Regions from separate parts of the Mus musculus genome. Here region 1 is linked to region 2. A link is a contact called in public Hi-C data. All regions are on one chromosome and are shown on one strand. Each heading gives the region's core, a stretch centred on a gene start, on an enhancer-like site or on the middle of the called end of the contact. The rest is flanking DNA. Distances are from core to core; before and after follow the strand shown. Region 1 has its middle 25 kb from the start of Gm35228. Region 2 has its middle 30 kb from the start of Gm25344.

Region 1 (3,499 bases), core at 40-2,539, 160 kb before region 2:
CTGTTATTATAGGTTGATGAATAAAATAGTTCAGCCTCCACAAAAAAAAGAAAGAAAGAAAGAAAGAAAGAGAGAAAGAATGAAAGAATGAAAGAAAGAAAGAAAGAAAGAAAGAAAGAAAGAAAGAAAGAAAGAAAAGAAAAGAAAAAAGAGAAGAAGGGTTCAACCCCAGGCTCACCTACATAGCAAGTTCTAGACCAGACTGAATTGCATAATGAGTCCTCATCTCAAATAGACAAAAAAGCAAAACACGGTAACTGCAACACAGACATAAGAAAATGTCAGCGTGGCTTTTAAAATGACCAAAGATTGGACATAGGGGCCTGGCCAATGGGACAGCTTAGGGGAAATAGTTCTTGACACCACAGTGGCACGAGAGAACCAGTTCTCACCGGTCCTCTGACCTCCGTGTATACGCATAGTGGTATCCTTAGATCATCAATCCCTCACAGCCATACAAATACACACATAACAAAAAATGAGTACACGTGCAAGCTCTGACTGCTAGTTGAAGTATTTATTAGCTAATAGAAACTGAAAGCCAGGGACCAACCACGTGTGTCAACGAAGCAGGGGGTGATAGGCCACGGAAGAACTGCAGTGTACAGCGTTAGTAAGCATCACAGCTCCACAGCCCCAATGGGGGAGCAACCTCAGGCGCAAAATGTTGATTTAAAAAAGCAAGCTTTAGGAGAAACCACATCTACAAAACATCTTGTATGAATTTTAAATGCTATATTCTCTCAGATACATGTTTAAAATGCATTACAACTAAAAAAAAAAAAAGCAAGCCAAGGAAAATATAAAAACTAAATGAATACCTGGTACAAGAAGTATGGTACCTGTTTCCTAAAGTTGTACAGGCCGGAATTTCTTTCCCCCTGACTATCTTACCTCTGGTCTGTTACATGCTGACAGGATCCAGTGACATTGAGAAAAGAAAAGAATGAAAAGAACAGCAACAACAACAAAAGCCAAACAAACAAAACACCCAGACCCACTGAAACCTGCAACGAAAATCACTGCAAGTCCTGAGATGTCAGAGTTTAAGTGTCCCTGTGATGACTGTTTCCCCAGATGAACAAATACACAGTCAGTGCAGGGTTCTTTCTGTTTGTCCTATTTTGTGATGGGATTCTTAACTCTGTTTTGAGTACATCTCCGTGGCTTAAAATATCTTACCTTCAGGCTTACACTCTGGTTGGGGAACCAGACTGTTGACCCGAAGATAGAGGGATGGATCTTTCTGAATAGGTCCCCCGCTGGGTGGGAATTATATCGGAAAATGAAATCGACCACACTTAGATAGCCTTTCGATGAGAAACGGCCTCCGAGCCCGAGGGTCATTAGACCCATCAGGGAAAAAGCTAAGTGTGGAATCATATGAAGCTAGAAAAATAAAGCAGTCCTTAGACAATAACAGATCAAATGTTCACCCTCAGGTAGTGGCACGAAGTAAGGTAGCAAATCCAGAGAAACATTTACTGATCTCCCGCTGGAGAGCCCACCCCCGCAGCCTGGCCTATGGGCGAGAGCCGTGTGCAGTCATTTTCTCCAACTGCTTCCGTCCCCACCCGACAGACGCAGCTTCGCCACCGACCTTTGATTTATACCTACAGCATTTTTCCTCTCTGCTGGCGGCATCCTTATTCTTTGCTTTTTTTTTTTTTTTTTTAAATAGAGAGTGCTTTCAAATAACTTTAACAATATTTGCCTTTCACAGTCTGAAGTCTCTTCTTATTTTTTTTTTTCTTCTCTTTCTTTCCTCTCTTTGTGGAATCCTTTTCAATCTCTCCTGGCTTGAGTTATTTCTCAGTGTTGGCTGACCGTCTACTGGGTAGACCCACATGTTTCTCTGGAGTCTCAATGTGTTAACCGTTCTTAAACACAAACACACAGATGCGCCTCCCTTCTCTTCCAGTATGGTGTCAGTGCTCCAGTCTTAAAGACTTTCATGCTTTCTCCTTAGCTCCTATATTTTTAAAGATTAAAAAATAGATCTTTTTTTTAACGTAATATGAAATTGATTTTTGCTTAAAGAATGTTAGGATATATTCAGGTCCAGAATTAATAGAGAGATATGAAATATTTAAAGTGCTTCATTTAATTTTAAAGGCTCTTTTCACAGATGCATCAAAATGCTAAATATATGCCCTACCTTATACCAGACTGCTTGACCAAAATTATCCCAACAACTATATACAGCAGAGTATCTTCTGGAAAGTAATGATCAGGTAGGTTTTCTATTTTCACCCATGTCATAGCCTTGGGTCAAGTGACATCTAGTCAGTATACTCTGCTTCTTCAACTGTATTAAAGTATATTAGAAATTGGAACATCTATTGATCAATATGAGAAATAAAATAGAGACTTTATCATATAGGATTCAGCTGCTGCCAATTTTAGAACAAAGCTTGTATGGATATTTGAGGAACAGGAAGTGTGAGCACCATCTATGGTTCATAACCATCCATGTGTCGCTTTCCTGCTGCCTATGTTTCAGGCACTTCCTATGCTGCTGTCTCCCTCTACTGATAGTTTCCTTGTTTGTGTGTGTGTGTGTGTGGGTGGGGGGGGTGAGGAGGAGATGTCACTGTTTTTTCCAGGGCTCCATGTGATCTGGCCCAAGCCAATCAGAACATGTCTCAGATGCAGTGACATGTGATCTGGCCCAAGCCAATCAGAACACTCCTCAGATGCAGCGAGGAAAAGAGGAGATGATGTTATCAGCTACGATGAGAAAAATAGTTGGCATTTCCTAGAACTTCCATTGGAGCACCGTGTGCCTCTGTGATGGTTAATCATGGAGATCAAACTGACTGAAGTGAGCGATGCCTTCAAGCTTAGGAAAGCCACCTCTAGTACCTCTAGTACCGGTGAGCATTTCCACCGGGGAACAGATCACGAAAGGTCTGACATAATCGACGGTTCATAACTAGCGTAGACAGACAGATGGCTGTCTCAGTAAGGACAGCAGGCCAAACGGGGCACCAGGGCCAGTTTTGAAAATCTTGCCTTGCCCTGGCTCTTTGCTAACTTTACTCCCTTCTGCCTTGAGTTGAAGAGCTCCGCTCCCATGATTCCTCCTCACCATGGTGGATGGAAACCTATGAATCCATGACTAAAATGCATCTTTTCTATGTTTTTAAATTAAAATATAATTAAACAATTTTCCCTTCCCTTCCCCCCTCCGACTCCCTGTTGCTCTCTCAAATCTATGGCCGCTATTTCTTTTTTCTTTTTTCAATTTTTTATTAGGTATTTTCTTCATTTACATTTCAAATGCTATCCCGAAAGTCCCATATACCCTCCCCCTGCCCTGATCCCATACCCACCCTCTCCCACTTCTTGGCCCTGGTGTTCCCCTGTACTGGGGCATATAAAGTTGGCAAGACCAAGGGACCTCTCTTCCCAATGATGGCTGACTAGGTCATCTTCTGCTACATATGCAGCTAGAGACATGAGCTCTGGGAGTACTGGTTAGTTCATATTGTTGTTC
Region 2 (3,803 bases), core at 238-2,737:
CCGTTTTCTGCTCCCACGTTTCTGTTTTCTGAGCCAAGGAGTGAGGATAGTTCTGAGAATTGAGCATTACAGAAGGGGCAGGCCTAGGGGAAACAAGGAGGAAAAGATGACTTGCCTAGAAAGAGTTTATTCCTGTTACTTTTTAAAAGAGAGAAAAGGATTGGATAGCCACAGAACGAGGAGGACAGAAACATGGGAGGAACACAGCAGCATCTATGGACTGGGGTGTGATGGGATGTAACCTTGCCACTTTGGAGGTTGCTGGGATGACAAAGGTCAGAGAGTCTAATATTTTAGATGCTCCTTAAGTCTCTCTCTTTCCTTCTTTTTCCAACCCTCACCTCAGGAGAGAACCTAGGGCCATTCTCTTCTACACCATCTGTCTTTAAATCAATCCACAGCGAATGCTTAGGCTCTGTAAGGTCTTTTATGTGGGAGTACACAAAGGCTCAAGTGTGAGAGACTGATTGGGACCAGGGTGATATTTGGCTCACATGACTATCCAGGGGTCTACATTTGAAGAAAATGCAAAGCCGTTGGCTTAACAGCAGATGTTTCAGGTCCATCTTAGAGACAGTCTGTGGCTGCACTAAAGCTGGTGACTTGCAGAGGCCAAACAGTCGGAATCGCTGGAGAAGGACAGGCTGAAACCCTATGGAGAAACAGCAAAAAGAAAAGAAAAAAAAAAAAAAAAAGCCCCTGTGCCTAGTGGCACTACCCCTCCCCCCAGGAGGCAGCAACTATGTAACTTTATTAGTGGCTCTAAGCAGCTCGCAGCTCTGAAGACTGCTGCCCAGCTGCTCTCTCCCTTCTCAGATGTGCAATACAAATTAATTTGCCAAAACATCCAAGAGTCATCTTTGCACTAAATGATGCATGATTACAAAAACACACTTGCTGGCTATTTCTGGCCTCACCACATTCATTACCATGATTTGCTAAACATTTATGAGCTCATCACGATTTGGGGGTAGCAACAGCTTGGTAAGAGCCAGGAGGACCCTGTGAGCACACTATGATGTTCCTTCTGGGAGGCAGGGCTTCGTATTTATCTGTTGCTGTTCCCAAGCAAAAATATTAGACTGTGCTCCAGAGGGCTGGGGAAGCAGGCTTTCCTATGTCACTATTGGTCATTAACTCCACGAGTATTTCCTGTCTTGTGTGATAAAGATTTTTACAAAGTAATAATAGAACGGGTAAAAAAGTAACAGTTGAATATGAAAAATATTTTTAAAAAAAGAAGAAGAATCAATCAGAAGGAAGAGAGTCAGAGAAAACACGCAAGAGTCACAGTTTGTAAAGCATTGATGACTTTTTAGGTCTCTGCTTTTCTCCAGCAAATGGGAAACATCCCAGCCCATGGGGAAGGATGACTTCTGACTTCAGAGCGAGCGGAAGCACTTTTCTTTGACTTAGAGACTCCCTTTGTCTCACAAAGCTACGAGGCTGCTTGCCTTTTTTGAATTGATTAAGTCTTGAAAGGAGCTGGGCTTGTCCTTGTCTGGTGTGTAGCCCAGACATTCTCAAGAAATTCGCTGTGTCTCTGCCAGACCCAGCCTGCAACATCTGAGCAGGGTCAGAGGTCCCTCAAGCCTTTCCTCCTGGCAGGAACATCTTAGGTTCCTGCTTACAGAAGGGCCAAGATGTCACCATGTGCCTGCCTGCACTCTCTGCCACTTTCTGAAAGGAAAGGCCAGAGCTGGCTTTTACTTAGAGGTTGTGGAAGGCTCCACTGTAATTAAACAGGACAACATCAAAGTTGGCTCTGCCTCCAGCAAGACAGACTGCTAGTCAAGGTCTTTGTTTCCAGCCTTACAAGTCACTTGATCCTTTTTTTTTTTTTCTCCTGTAAATGCAAAGAAGGAAAAAAATCCCTACAAGGCAGAACAAGAAAGATGTTGAGGAAAAGTCAATAAAACAATTTGCTCTTCAGGGGACTAGCAGGCAATTTCCACTGTGATCTCCCGTATCTGCATCCTCGTTCTGTGTCTGATGTATCAATTTTGAAGACGAACCTCTCTATATTGAACTTTTGGATTATCGCCTGTTTGTTGGCTGAGGGCACAGGCTTTTAATTATCTCCATGAAGAATGTCCTTATTGGATTTCAGAAACAAAGGTGTGCCTATATCCAGGGATGAGAAACATATAGAAGCCCGTATTAATTCACAGGCAAGACAAGAACTTTTTTTGTAACTCGCTTGCACCTGTGAGCTTGCACACTGGAAGGCCCAGAGAAGAGAGGCCTTGCCCGCTGAGCCTCTCTGGCACGATGCCCAAACCTCAGGGCGACACGGTCAAGTGATTTAAAGGTGAAATCAATTATCTGCATGCTTATGTGGCGTGGTGCCAAATAACCAACTTGGTAAGTGTTTAAGTGCTTGAAGCTTGGCAATCACCTAGCTTTGAGTAAATCTCGGTTTCCTTTGTATTAAACCCTGTCTGTCTCCTCCTGTCCTTCTGTGGATGTTTTTTTTCCCTTCTCTCCAGTTTGAGGAATTTTATGTCATCAAAAAGAGAAAACTTTACCTCCTTCCTTTCCCTTATAGGTGACAAGATGACATTGACTGCGAGCATCTGACTGGTTGAAACACAGGAGCAGTGCACTTACATAGGACAGGATTTTCTGAGGACAGAGGAGGCTGCTGACGCAGAGGCACGCTCCCCGTCAGCCACTACAACTGTTCTATTATACGATGCTATTATACGAGATGCTTAAACAAAGTCCTGAATGCAAGGCTCTGAAAGAGACATATCAAGGAGAGATGGCTGCCAGTCACAATAAGCATAGGAAACAGAAACTTTCAGAAACTCGGGACAATAAAAGGGTCAGAGTGGACCCTGCCCCCACCAAGAAAACATATCTACGGACAGGAGAAAGACAGAGGTAGAAGGCTTTCCACCCTCTCTGACTCCCACTGCAGTGGCCTGCATCTACTTACTGTCTTACTATCAGCAAAGCCTAGTGAGGGCAGACCACTGGTAAGTTTTTGAGAGAAGCTGAAGGTAATGGGTTGTCGAAAGCAATGACTTCCCAGCAAAGCTAGGCTTATCCATAAAAATAAAACCAAGTAACAGCCATTCTAGGAGTGGCTACTATTTCCTGTGTTGCCCTTGATCCTGCCTTCAATGAGACAACAGAATAGGGTAAACTGGGGGCCTGAAGCCCTTATAGCAGTACTGAAAGATCAGTATATGAAATAAATAACGCTGTAGAGATGAAGGCTGGAAACTCCCCTGCGTACAAAGGTTACTGGTCACTGGCACAGACAGAGGCTCTTCAAAGTATCCTGGAAGGTGACCTGCTGCTCATTACAGTGGCTGCACAGATATTAAGATGTTAATGAGATAAGCCAGGCAGGAAGTTGTATGTAGAACTACATGCACCACTCAGAATGCAGGAGGAAGGCTGTGTCATCCAAATGACGAGAGGCTTTCTGCAGCCTTGCCTCTGAGCATCCTTCATCCCTTGGAAGTCCATCCTATAAAGACAAAAGTTACCTTCGGTCACAACTACCAATGTGTTTCTGTCCAATTCCTTGTTCCAAGACTCAGGACAATGGAATCACTGTGGAAGTGTCCTCTGCACTCCAAAATCCACCAAGGTCATTGCCATCGTCTGCCTCCTCCACAGACCAGAGGGAGGTAACACCAGTTGGATTCAGGCGAGCCATTTCCTAGGACTGTTGAATTAGACCGTAATCCAATTTTCCAAAGAGCAAAGTTACGTTATCATAACGTTCTCTTAGAACAAACTGGGAAACCTACATGATCACTGCTGCCAATCTGGAACCTGCGCTCTTT

What was found. Hi-C and Micro-C count contacts between places; a contact is called where the count stands out from the background.
Region 1: a Hi-C map of the N1E-115 cell line shows a contact between it and region 2, with 2.9 times the contacts expected there. The contact joins two enhancer-like sites. A contact is called at or near these places in 5 of 484 Hi-C or Micro-C datasets (the HPC-7 cell line, the N1E-115 cell line and embryonic stem cells).

The regions. Positions count from the first base shown.
Region 1 is chr17:65,074,206-65,077,704 of GRCm38.p6, reverse strand. No RefSeq gene overlaps it. Among named protein-coding and RNA genes, the nearest start is that of Gm35228, 25 kb to the left of the region's middle. Within about 2 kb of position 1,289, at least 6 of the 459 cell types and tissues checked have an H3K27ac peak or open chromatin away from gene starts, as enhancers often do. A contact at or near this core is called in the N1E-115 cell line, where this site is marked.
Region 2 is chr17:64,912,970-64,916,772 of GRCm38.p6, reverse strand. It overlaps the pseudogene Gm4701. Among named protein-coding and RNA genes, the nearest start is that of Gm25344, 30 kb to the left of the region's middle. Within about 2 kb of position 1,487, at least 38 of the 459 cell types and tissues checked have an H3K27ac peak or open chromatin away from gene starts, as enhancers often do. A contact at or near this core is called in the N1E-115 cell line, where this site is marked.